2 separate regions of the Rattus norvegicus genome follow, and region 2 is linked to region 1. A link is a contact called in public Hi-C data. All regions are on one chromosome and are shown on one strand. The core of a region is the stretch at or near the end of the contact, and the rest is flanking DNA. Distances in the headings are between cores, read along the strand shown. Region 1 overlaps Xpnpep1 (X-prolyl aminopeptidase 1). Region 2 holds the start of Add3 (adducin 3).

Region 1 (6,261 bases), core at 2,633-5,132:
GGACTAGAGTTACAGACAGTCGTGAGATGGTGTATGTGCTGGGAACTGAACCTGTGTCCACCAGAAGAGCAGCCAACGCTCTTAACCACTGAGCCATCTCTTCCGCCTGCTTTCTTTGTACTTTGTGTCATATTTCACAAAATTTTAATACATCCAATTTTACGGTTTTTCTTTTTTGAAACAGGTCCCACTACATACCTGATACTGAAATTCACAATCCTCCTGCCTCAGACTCGCAAGTAGCTAGGATTTCAGGCCTATATGCTCAACATAATGGCTATCTCATTGTCCCACTGACTCTGGAAGACCAGAGGACTTGGGCCCAGGCCCCAGAGAGGAGGAAAGAGCTGGCTCCTTCCGACTGCCTCTGTCCCATGCGCCCTGCACTCACATGAGCCCGCCTCATGCCTGCTGACTCGGCGGAGTTCTTCACGGCTTTGGCAATGCAGATGGGCGTATAAGGCATACAGCACCGATGATCCTGGGCGAGGCAGAGAAGGTGAGAAACACTCGGAGGCAAACCATTTGAAGACTGCAGGTCGGAGCTCAGCACCTGTCCCCTGCAGTCCTGGCGCCACAGCTGATGCTCTGGGCATGTTCAGCACAGCTTGAGGTCACCCAGAGGAAGTTAAATACATCGAGTGAGACATCCCCCTCCAAGCCACGCTCTTGATGCTTCCGGTCTGTCACAGCATAGGACTGCTTTTCCAGGCCTTGTAGCTATGGCTGGGGCTCATTATCCTCTCAGAGGTAACCGAAACAATTCTACCTCTGAAGGGGGGGTGACCTGCAAACAAGGACTCCTGCTCTCCCCACTTCTCTCTAGGATCACCCTCAGCTGCTGCCTCATCTCAGTCACTGAAGGGTGGACCCTTCCCCGGTGCAGAATAAATCAGAGCCCAGCCCCGTGTGAACGTGAAGGGGTTCAGCACGCCTGACCCTTCCCCAGAGCTTCCCAACTTGTGCACATTCTCCGCCTCTCCCCACACACACTCCCCTCCTGGAGCAGGGAAAGCAGGAGCGTTCTCAGTGGCTGAGCAGGAGGCCAGAGGCAGTGTGCAGCATCAAGGATGCTGATGAGTGACTCAAAGATCACTTAGCAACCACAGGCCCTGGCCGGCAGTAGGAAAACCCCGGTAAAGAGGTCTGGGCTGAGGCCCCACCACACATTCTAACTAAAGTGGATCCACAGGTATGGCTGCCTCACGAAGGGAAAGGCCATTGCTACCATGTGATCCTAAGACAAATGCTCCAGTCCCCAGTCTCTCTGTGCCTCAAACCTCCAAAGCTCAAACACAGGGAACGAGATGAACTGTGTGCTGGGAAGTGCACCCCAGCATTCAGGGTCTTGGGAGCCTTCACCACCGTTTAGCACCTACACGACCTTACTCGTTCTGTACTTTATCTGAAAGCATTCTCACAGCGGCACCGTCATACTTAGAGCTTCTTATCTCAGGCACACTAACTGCTGTTAGGACAGACATATTTGAATAAGCCTAAGTATCAGCGTGTGCCACCCAAGACCATCTTTCCCACCACACCCTGGAGACATAAACCCAAGGAGTTTAAAGGGCCTCAGAGGCTCCACTCCAGGATCCAGCTCTGGGCTCAGGCAGAGACCACAGGTCAGAGCCCATCCAGCTCTGTTCATCAGAACCACAAAGGTGCCAGCCCCGTACAGACAGGGCGGACTGAGGCCACTCACCTTGGGGATGGCCTCGCTCACAGCATAGCTGGCTTTGTCACTGACCCACACCTTCTCCCTCGGGGACAGGTCAGCACACAGGGTCTTGAGTTCACTCAGGATGGACTTGTAAGGCAGCACCTGGATTTTATATTCTGCCTCCAGGCCCAAGTCAAGGAGCAGGTGCTGTTTCACACCAGGCGCATCAATGCGGTCCCCGTCGATGAAGAGCCTGTGGGGATCGGGGTTCACCCCACTCACATATGATGGCTCACCCCACTCGAAAGACAGAGGAGGGCACGCCGTCCCTTTCCGAGATTCCTCTCACCCCACCTCTGCCCACCACCACAGCTCACCTAGCCTTCATTTTTGATTCAACATGCTTCCTTTTTCCTCCAGCCATCTCCTCTTACACACCTACGATAGCCCTTCCTGTGCACACACATCCACCCCTAACGGGCTGGTCCCCCACTTATATGCCTGAACCCTTCAGGGAAAGGAGAGCTCAGCTTCTCAACTGTAACCCAGGACGCTGCCATTCATGCTAGCATCCAATACCAGTCCCAACACAGTTCACAGTCAATAAGTGAGCTGTCCAAACATGAGCACGGTGCAATGATAAATACATGTAGAGTGTCACGATGAACCCTCTATTTTACACATTAAGTAAAAAGAAGAAAGGACGGACTTGTTGTTGCTGCTGCTAGTGGTTGGTTGGTTGGTGGTTTTTTTGAGACACGGTCTCACTTTGTAACACCAGCTGTCCTGGAACTATGTAGACCAAACTCAGATATCTGCCTGTTTCTGCCTTCTGAGAACTGGAATTAAAGATGTGTACAGACACACCTGGCCCCTGCCGTAGTTAAGTTTTAACTGTCAACTTGACACAGCCTACCATTGTCTGAGAAGTGCAAATGAGCTGAGGACAGGCCAAAATGATTGGCTACTGGGTAAATCTCTGAGAGATTGTCTTGGTTCAGTTGATACAGGAGGGCCCAGCCCTCTGCCTGTGGCACCATTCCTTAGGCATGCGCCCACTGCAGGTGGCACCATTCCCTAGGCAGGTGATTCTGTGCTATATAAGAAAGCCAGCTATGGCTCAGTGGTTAAGAGCATCAACTGTTCTTCCAGAAGTCCTGAGTTCAATTCCCAGCAACCACATGGTGGCTCACAACCATCTGTAACAATGCCCTCTTCTAGTGTGTCTGAAGAAAGCGACAGTGTACTCATATAAATGAATAAATCTTTAAAAAAAAAAAAAGAAAAGAAAAGAAAAGAAAAAAGAAAGAGAGAAAGCCAGCTAAACAAGGCCCTGCTTCAAGCTCCTGTTTGAGTTCCTGCCCTGGTTCCCCTCAATGGTGGACTGTGGCATGAAGTGTAAGTCAAGGTCATCCTTTCCTCCCCTAAGTTATTTCCAATCAGAGTGTTCTATCACAAGAGCAAAGAACTATAATCCCATTCAACAGAAAGACAATGACGTTAGCCTGAAAGTAATGTCTGAAGTGGTAAAACTGGCAAGACAGCAGACCATAGACCATGATTCCCCATATTGCTGCTGACCTTTAAGACGCCTGGGGTCCAGAACCATACAGCTAAGCCTATGCTGCTCCCTCCGCACTGCCTTCTGGGAAACCTGAAACCTGTGTGGCCTGGGCCAGATCACACAGCAGGAACCTCATGAAGAACCTCACAGCATCTGTGCTCTGATAGTCTCACACACTTATTTCTCAGTCTTGTGTTACTATAAATAATTTTGTAGATTTCAAGACATTTAGAGGTTTAGAGGGAAGGCAGGATTAAAGCAAACACCTGTTAGGACAGGCAAGGACAAGCGGATGAAGGAGGAGTTCTAAAGTGAGAAAGCAAGCATAGCAACGGTGGGGTGAGGGCCAGGAGGGGGTATCTGGGTGGGAGAGAGCACTTACATGATCCTCTCTAGTCCTATGATTGCGTAGGAGAAAAACACCGGGTTGTGCTCCACATCTGACCCTCGGAGATTGAACAGCCCTAAAAAGGAAAGCAATTTCTTTAAAATGGTTCCTTTCAATGCCTGGCTCCAGGGTCAGGCTTTACAGGTAGCTTTTGGGGAGGGAGGAGTTTCTGCTTAGAATTCAGCTCCTATCAAAGGATTCCACATCTCTCAGGGTTCCACGACTGAGCTGCAGATGCTGGTGTCGGCCACCTGATGGCGCCAGAACTGTTTCCTAGTTGGCCATGTTGCAAGCCTGAGGAGGGAGTAGGATCAAAAAGTCATAACCAGTGTCCCCCAAAGAGCTGAAACTGGTAACTGACTGTGGGAATCTGCCAAGCTCAGCGCTGCTGCAAACAGACTCTGACCCCCTCAAATATAAGGGGGACACATGCAATCTCTCTATTCCAAGGCAAACGACCTAGGACAGAAAGTCTGAAGTGGAGGTGGTGACATAGAGACCCCACTGAGCTCCACCTACACAGAGCTCTCCTCAGAGCCGGAAGTCGTGAGTCAGGAGGCTGTGGCTCAGCCACAGTGGGCTGTTACTGGGCTGGGTGGAGGACCTGCCCTGAGCCAGGGGCTGGAGTCTGATGAGGTCACCGAACACTTGAGAAGCCTAACAGACAAGCAGACAGTGCAGCTCTGGGCCTGGCTGCCGCTCCAATGCTTGCTCTCAAAGATAAGGGAGCGAAAAGGCCAAGTACAAAAAGCAGCCGCCCCCTCTATGTTAAAATAATGGCTTCTCAAAGAAAGTAGAAAGGTTTAACCTCATACTGACTCTTGAGTGTTTTATTTTTTGGAGACAAGGTCTCATTGTGTAGCCGTAGACAGCCTGGAACCTGCTAGGTGGTCCAGGCTGGCCTCGAACTCAGATTCACATGCCTCTGCCTCCCAAGTGCTGGGTTAGAGGCCTGCCTCCCATCGGGCTTTACTACCTCCTTCTGAAATGAAGGGACTTGGGGCTGCTGACGTGTGACAGAATGGATGTGTCAGAAGTCCCACCACACGCTCACCCTCACACTCACAAGAGTACCCACAAAATCAACCAGAAATAGGAAGGCAAAATGACCAGAAACTGAGATATGTGAGTATGAGCCATGCTCCGGACGAGAGAACCACAGTAACTTATGGAGAAGCTGGAGATAGCGCAAAGGCCTCCAAATGGAAGCTGTCAGGCAGACCTTAGCACCACCATTTGAGGGGATTCTTAATGCTTAAATTGCGTTTATATTTGTTCCCAGCACACTGACACGTCTAGAACACCAGGCTGAATGACAGATACACAGAAATGTCAACAATGGCTGTCACTAGGGAAAAGGCTTGTGAGTGAATCTTATTTTTCTTCTACTTCCTCTGCACTTCAGAGGGTCTCCAAAATAGGGACATATTTGTTTTATTTTCAAAGAGAGAAAGCACTTTTGTGTGTTTTTCCCTCTGAGGCAGGGTTAATTCGAGACAACAATCACAGACATCTGACAAAGTCTGGGGACGGAAGAGGCGGGACATCCCCAGTGGGCTTTCTTCCTCCAGTGGAGAGATAAAATGCACAAAAGCCTCTTCCAAGCCTCCCTGAATCAAATCCAGTCAGAGCAGGACAGGAGAGAGCATTTCACTCAGGCTCCTTCAAACTCTGGGAGAGGACAGGTTTTGAACAGCAGGGGTAGTGGAAAGTCAGAAGATTAAGGGGCAGGACCTAGAGAAGACCTTCCTGTTAAGTTTTCTGAGGTAAAAACTTGACTAGAATACTCTCTCGGTGAAGATCTTAGAAACTATTTAAGTATAAAGAGAGAGCAACACAAAAAAAAAATATTTAGAATATTCTTCCTCAGAGAAGTCAGTCCTTCAGACTGCGAGGCCAGAGGCAGGCATCACACACCGGATTCACCAGGAGCCCCTGGCTGTGTGTGCGCTGTTCTGTCAGGTGGGCCATCCCTATTCCAACTGTAATGCTCCCTCCTTTGTGCTAACCAGCATTTGCTCTCTTATTTAAAGACACTGTTACGAATTCCCTCACCATTCACAGAGCTGAATGGCACAAACACAGATTCCCAGAGGCCCAAGGAGGAGATCAGGTAATGCCCCTGCAGTGAAACCAGAGTACTCACATGCAATCTCGTCTAGGGCAGTGACCACAAACCACACGATGCTCCTCTCTGCCATTTTCAACCGAAGGTCTGCAACCTTCTCCTTCCACGAGATGCCTGTAAGAAAACAAATGAGCGTCTGCCTCCTCTATGACCCTCGGAAGTCAGAAGCCAGGTGAGAAGGCTATGCTGAACCCTCGCACACAGTACCACTTCTCACGGCAGGCGTGCAGCGTAGAGTCCATCCCTACAGAAGGAAGACGACTCTGCCAAGTCCCCTGACTGCCCTGAGCCCTGCCTGCCTCCCCCAAAGGCCTACGCAGCACCCAGACCTACCAGGCGCAGCATCTACCAGGGGTCCTACTGCTTGGAGCAGTTATGGCTCTGGACACACCAAGTTCCTCCCTGTTGGACTTACAGTCCACAGGGCAGCACGTACAGTTAGACTGGCAATTACATGGGCTAGCACATAGAGGCTAGTGTGACTGAGCCTGGACTATCTGAGTACACTCTCCACAGCA
Region 2 (6,220 bases), core at 371-2,870, 130 kb after region 1:
CTGTAACATGTGTGACAGTGCGCCATCATCAGGACCTGTAACAGAAGGGCTGGGCTTCAGGACAACTGATCGTCAGTGGGCAATTGGTCATGGGTGGGCTATTGGTTGTCGGTGGGCAATTGGTCGTCTGGGCATACAATTCTAATTCATTTGCACTTGCTTATTCACTTTACAGAGCAATTACGTGACTAGCAAAAATAATTTCGGGTTAGCAAATCAATTCCGATCGCATTGAAAATGAAAACTTACCACCCCTCCTTCCCGGCCTGGGGATCGAGCCCAGGATTTTGTGCTCGTTATTCCAGCACTCTACCAGCCCCTCTCAAGCTTTAGCTCAACTCACACTTGAAGGAACTCAGTGCGCCAGACGACAGAAACACAGGAATGCCACAAAGCCATCTTTACTCGGCCGGAATTGGAAATGGCACTTTTAGTGTTCATTCTCTTCATGGAAATTTCAGCCCAGATCCCACATTTTACAAAATGGAGGCCTAAGGGCCAAATGTAGCTGGCTACTTGCTCAATACCGTATAGGTCATCCACTAAAGCCATGGGAAGAAAAACCAATGGCAGAATATTTTCTGTGTTTTTATCTACTCTTATTTGGAGACCATGCCTCCACACTCTGTATAATGGAAAAGGTAATCGAAGCTCAGTGCTTAAATGAAGGAACATTACAAACAGAATATGAGGCTATCATGCAGACTTCTGATGGGCAGAGCACATTTTAATGATCTTAATAGTAGATTTAGAAACACTGAAACAAAGCCACTTGAATTTCCTGTTTTCTAATTTGTGAATTTTCACTCAATAGACTAGTATACCCTGTTATAATTTTCTAAAATTAATTTAGATACATTTTAATCTGGATATAATAGATTTTATTGAAATCTATCAATAATATATTTTCTGATTCTAAATGCCAACGTCAAAAAATATATTAGAACCGGTACAGCGGTACACACCTGTACTAATAGAAGTTGGGAAGCAGAGGCAGGCAGAGTTCTCTGCGTTCGAGGCCAGCCTGCGCCACATAACTATTTCTAGGCCAGCCGAGGCTACATGGCAAGACCCTGTCTCAAAAAATACATACCTCCCAGATTATATATAATTAATGTAACATATTACAGATATAATATGCAATATAAATATGTGTATAAATAGACGAATGTAAATATAGACATATTAGAAGTTTCAGCTATATTTATAGGCGTTAGCACTCACATGAGGTTTATATAATTATTCCTTTCATACTTCCTTTAGTAAATACTAAATAGCCTCTCTTTCTATGGTTATTTAATACAGTGGTTGGAAATTAAAGATTAGCACACGTTGTTGATCCGTTTCGAGGCACACAGTTTTACTTTGGCAATTAACCCCAATATTAGTAGAGAGGGCTCTTTAAAATTAGTGCTTCGAGCATTTCTCATTGACTCGCTCCCTTCACCCAGTTAATTTTAACCTTGACCTCCCACAGCTGAACTGCTTTGCTCAGTCTAAAAAAAATTTCCTGATTCCACCCCCCCACCCCCCCCCCGCCCGCCCCTTTACATCTGATGAAGCAACAGTGGAGAGGAAAAACCAAACCCATTCCTTTAAGAAAGATTCCGCCTCCTCTCTTCCAAGCCAGCGCCTCACGGCAACCGTGGAGTCTCTAAGTCACACACTTTACAACTCAGCATTGGGAGAAGCAGCCGCCGCTGCCGCTGCTCCGCGGCTGCAGTGGGTTTCAGTGCAGCATTGCAGAATCCACACCTAGCCGGGAAGACGGACACGCGTCGGCTCCCCTGCACGCAAAGCAGCTTTGGATCGCCTGCAGGTAAGCACAGCTCTTCCCCATTTTGTTCAGAACGCGTGGGAAAGGCAATGCTCTCGGAATGCACTCCTCATCAGCCATGCTTAAAACGTTATGTGAATCTGTCGTCCTTTGGAGATGGCTTGGGGTCTACAGTTCTGTCTGGCACACACACACGTCCTGGGTAGGAGAGACAATTATATGATACGTGCTCCTAGCGTACTTTTTTTTTTTTTTTGCTATGCGTAAAAAGGCTAACCTTGATGCATGCGAAGCATTTTTTTCTTTTTAAATGCAGAAAACACAGCCACTCCCAATCTCGCTCTCAAACACTGCAGATATTTTTAAATGGCAAATAAAATGACGGACTGAGCGCTTCCTAGATATCGTTTTCTCCTTAAGGCGTAGCAAGACTTCCCCCACGATCCTTGAGGAGTGTTTAAAAATAAGAAGGCATGGTCTTTTATTTTTTTTGAGCAAATGGGTGATAGTGGTAGACTAAAATTTCTGTAGCTTTAGTCCAGTGGAGAGAGGAGGATAAATGAATTGCACTGTGTGCCAAGAACGCTATTCATTTGCCACACTTCATATGTGGGAAGAGGAAACTACATTTTAATTAGCACGTTTTTAGGGAAAGGGGGATGAAGATGAGAGGGCTGGCGCGAAGTATTTGAGGGGGAAGAGAGCCTGCAGATGAGGAAGGAAATGAAGTGGCCTGTCGCCAGTGCCTTGGAAAGGACGGGAGATAAGGGTGGGGAATGAAGTTTGCTGTGTGTGTTAGGGTGGGGTTAACCCCAGGGACCATGAATCACTAGAATGGCGCTGGGAGGAGTGTGCTTGAGGGTGAATTCGTGCAGTGGAGAGGGCATGTGTGCCGGAGCGGTGTGCAAGCCGTGGGTGGCGGAGGAGAGCAGCGTGCGCCTGGAGGTCTATTTCGAGAATAGGTTGGGGTGAGAAACACGTCTGGGAGGCGGGGGTGGGCAGCCCAGTGTCACCTGTGGAGGGATCCCCGACTCTGCAAATGAGTGCTGCAAAGTTTGCCTGGCCTTAGACTGATTTTGAAGGCTGCTGGCGGAGCCTAGACTTTTCATCTCCCAAGAGGTCAGCTCTCAGAAGGTTTAAGAGGCAATTAGCCAAAGTAGGAGTGCAGAGTTTGGGCTGGTCCAAATGAATATAAAGGCCCTTGCCTCGTCCCTCTGTGGTAGCGAGTGAAGGCGGGAGGCTCCCCCAAACGCAAATGAGCTGGGAAGAAAATCGAGGCCCCTCCTGTGGGGGCCGTGCCGAAGTCCAACTGTTGTGGCCTCTCCCCCCAAAAGCCCAGCAGCCTCAGTGGGCCGCAGAAGCTCGATCCGAAAGCAGCGGTTCAGCTCAGATTCACTGGGTGGGGGAAGACCGTTGGGACTGGGGAGGCAGATGTTTCCGTGGCGTCAACCTCCCACCTTCAGTCGGGTTTCTCTCAGGGTCGTTTCCTTCTCCCGCAGCGGATCGGAGCTGCACCGAGGGAGGAAGACCTTGCAGAGGCGCCAGGCAGGCGGCCTGCAACAGGCCCTCCGCCTGCGGAGCACGTAGGCCCCCACTGCCGCAGCTGCACAGATACTGAGCTTGCAGCTCCAAGGGGGCCTCGAGGGGCGGGGCTAGAGATCTTAAGGGGCAGCAGAGGCGGGGCCTGGACTGTGAGAGCCTGTTGGGGGCGTGGCCTATTGGGACGAGCAAGAACGCTGGCCCCGCGAAGGGCGGAGCCAGGGGCACGCTCTTGAGCTACGAGGGCCCGGCCCGTACTGGGCGGAGTGAAGGGCGCAGGAGCGTGGCCTGTAAGAGGCGGGGCCAGAGCTCTCGGGCCATGTGGGGCGGAGCACTGAAGCTGGGGTGCTGGAAGGGTCAAGCCTGCAGGGGGCGGAGTCAAGGCGTGGGCTATGGTGGGAGGAGCTAAGGCTCTCCCGCCTGTGGGGCGGGGCCTTCGGGGTATTAAAAGGGACTAAGCTTGTAGGGGCGGAGTCATGGGCCCTGTGGAGGCGGGGCCCAAGGGGGCGGGGTAGAGGACGTTCGTGGGTAGTTCGGCTGGTCCCGCCAGAGCGCGAGGCGCCCGCCGGTAACGGTCGTCGGGGCGCGGGGCTGCAGCGAGAGGAAAGGGCTTTAAATGATGTTTTGAGGCAGCGAGAGCTAGACGCGTCGCAGACTAGGTGTCGCCGCTTCCTGCTGCCGCGGTCTCGGCGTCCAGGTCCCTCGTCTCCACGCCCCCTCCCTTCCCGGCCCTCTCCCCCCCGGAGCCGAGAGACGTTAAGAGGCGGCTGCGGCGGACCGGGCGGCCGCTGCAGCCCGGCGGTGGCGAGGAGGGGGGCACAAAGCTGGCTGCGCTGCGAGGTAATCCTGCGGGAGCGGAGGGCCGGGGGGTCCCGCCGCGCTTCCCACGCGAGGGGACTTCTGACTGGCTGGCCGCGCGGCCTCAGGTGAACCGTGCCTGGGGCGGGAACGCGAGCCCCACGGGGCGGAGGAGAGCAGACCTGGGGGCGAGGAGTCCGGGTGCGGCGGCGCGAGGTCGGGTCTCGGGCGCCGCAGAGTGGGCCGCGACTCACCGGGGTGTCCCCGCTCCCCCCGCGAGGGAGTGGGGTTGCAAAATCCTGTTCTGCCCGGAGCCTTGCTGACCCCAAAGGTGCGCGCCGGGACGGTAGGAGGTTCCCGCGCTTGGAGAAGGTGGAAGAAGACCGTCTTGATTTGTTGTTGTTCCCCCCTCCCCCCGCGTCCCCCTTCGTGGCTTAAGAAACTTCAGTCACAAGTTGAAATTGTTCACTTTATCTAATCGGTGTGACCCTCCCCAGCACACACACTAAAAGCGCACACACACACACACACACACACACACACACACACACACTATACCCCTTCAAGCATTCCTGCTACTTTATTCTTCTTTGCGGGGTGACAGCCCAGTTGGCAGCAGGTTTGGTTTGCTGGTGTTTGGGACACTTCCAACCTCTTTGGAGGTATGTAATAGCTGAGGCAAGGCCACTATTAAGCCAGGCCTCTATTAAAATGACAAGAATGGCCTCAGGTGAACTTTTTTGTTGCAGAGATTTAATTGTAAGTAGATGCCCGTTTAAAGTGGGAGTGTAAGGAAAACCACTAAATATCCTTGGCACATGTGCTCTTGGAATTGACTTTGCTAGAGTGGTGTGGGATTTAGCTCAGCCCAGAGGCTTTGAGTGAGGATTAGGAGCAAGGCTCAGGAAGGAATTGATAAGACTCTGGGGCTGGGGATGAGCTACATAAACATGTGTGAGTTCTTCACTGTGAATTATTACAAAATTATAGAAATTTTAGAGTTAGCAATATGAAATGATTGCCTTTCTTAGAATGGACTCCATCCTTAGTGTGCTGAACATGTATGTACTGCTTGGGTTTTAGCAAATCTCTAGTAAGAGTATAGTGTAATGTGTCCTTTTAAAATGAAGTTACCTGGCCAATAGAATGACTCGTATATTTAAAGTACAAGGCTGACTCAGTGATAGAATTGTTTCTTTTTGAGCACCTCTGGAAGATGTTATAGCTAAATCCCCTTCCCCTCGTATTAACTTGCAGGGTAACTTTTCTTTTTTACTAAAATTGATCTGATTAACTTTAGTGATGAATAGTGGTGGGACACTTTTCTACAGTTTTCCCACCTCGTTAAAGATAGAATTTAATCTTTGCTAACTTAAAATTAATTGACCCAGGAGTGTCAGCATGTTGGTAATACTTGCTTTAAAGGAAAAACACCCCAGCAATTTATTACCTAATGCTAACCATAGTTTAAGGAGCTCTTCAGGTAGTTGGTTAAGAGACGTTAATAAAACAATGAAGCATTTCTGCATATGGGATATCAGGAAGTGTGTGATAGTTTGGGCATATGACAGATGATCACATGACCCCTGAGAATATTCTGCCTGACGTTCAGAATATAATATGTAGTCAGTGGTTAAGAAGTGGCCGAGAAGTTATGCTGTACACCTTACTCTTGCTTACCTTGTTACCAGTTATGTTTTTCTGGACTGAATGTTTTTGTTCAGTGATGTGCAGTGCTTCACCAGTATGGTTGATAACAAGTTACGTGATAGCAAAAAGTCGTTATAAATTAGGAGCTCCTCAAAGCTGTGCTTCTGAGTGTCATAGATAGCCGGGTGCCCCTTTCTGACAACTGAGTGTGGCGTAGTTAGGGAGAAATGCTAAAACAGATACATCAAGTCAAGGAAGAGGTCTGTCTGGAAGACATGTACTAGTTGCTATTTCTTACCTTAAACATTTTTGCTATAATTAATATTTAGTGCTAGCTAGTTCACGTTCCTTTGGAAAAGTTAGCCATGTAGAATAAAATAGGAAAACTTAGCATGTCTAATGGACAGTGCTATCTTTCCCTTTAAGCATAAGCTTATGTGAAATTGTTCAAGTCCA

Evidence for each region. A called contact is a pair of places that touch in the nucleus more often than the background predicts.
Region 2: a contact with region 1 is called in a Hi-C map of Schwann cells, with 8 times the contacts expected there. The contact joins the promoter of Add3 here to the enhancer-like site in region 1. A contact is called at or near these places in 7 of 12 Hi-C or Micro-C datasets (the A7r5 cell line, Schwann cells, frontal cortex and 4 more) and 1 of 1 datasets of contacts at active chromatin or transcription factors (oligodendrocytes).

The regions. Positions count from the first base shown.
Region 1 is chr1:262,019,804-262,026,064 of GRCr8, forward strand. It overlaps Xpnpep1 (X-prolyl aminopeptidase 1), which reads right to left. Exons shown (of 21, transcript NM_001398660.1): 8 at 5,762-5,857; 9 at 3,610-3,691; 10 at 1,706-1,916; 11 at 392-481. Among named protein-coding and RNA genes, the nearest start is that of Xpnpep1, 34 kb to the right of the region's middle. Within about 2 kb of position 3,883, at least 29 of the 93 cell types and tissues checked have an H3K27ac peak or open chromatin away from gene starts, as enhancers often do. A contact at or near this core is called in Schwann cells, where this site is marked.
Region 2 is chr1:262,151,148-262,157,367 of GRCr8, forward strand. It overlaps Add3 (adducin 3), which reads left to right and starts at 1,621. Exons shown (of 15, transcript NM_001164103.1): 1 at 1,621-1,819. LOC134484107 (a long non-coding RNA gene) reads left to right here. Exons shown (of 3, transcript XR_010061452.1): 3 at 1-259.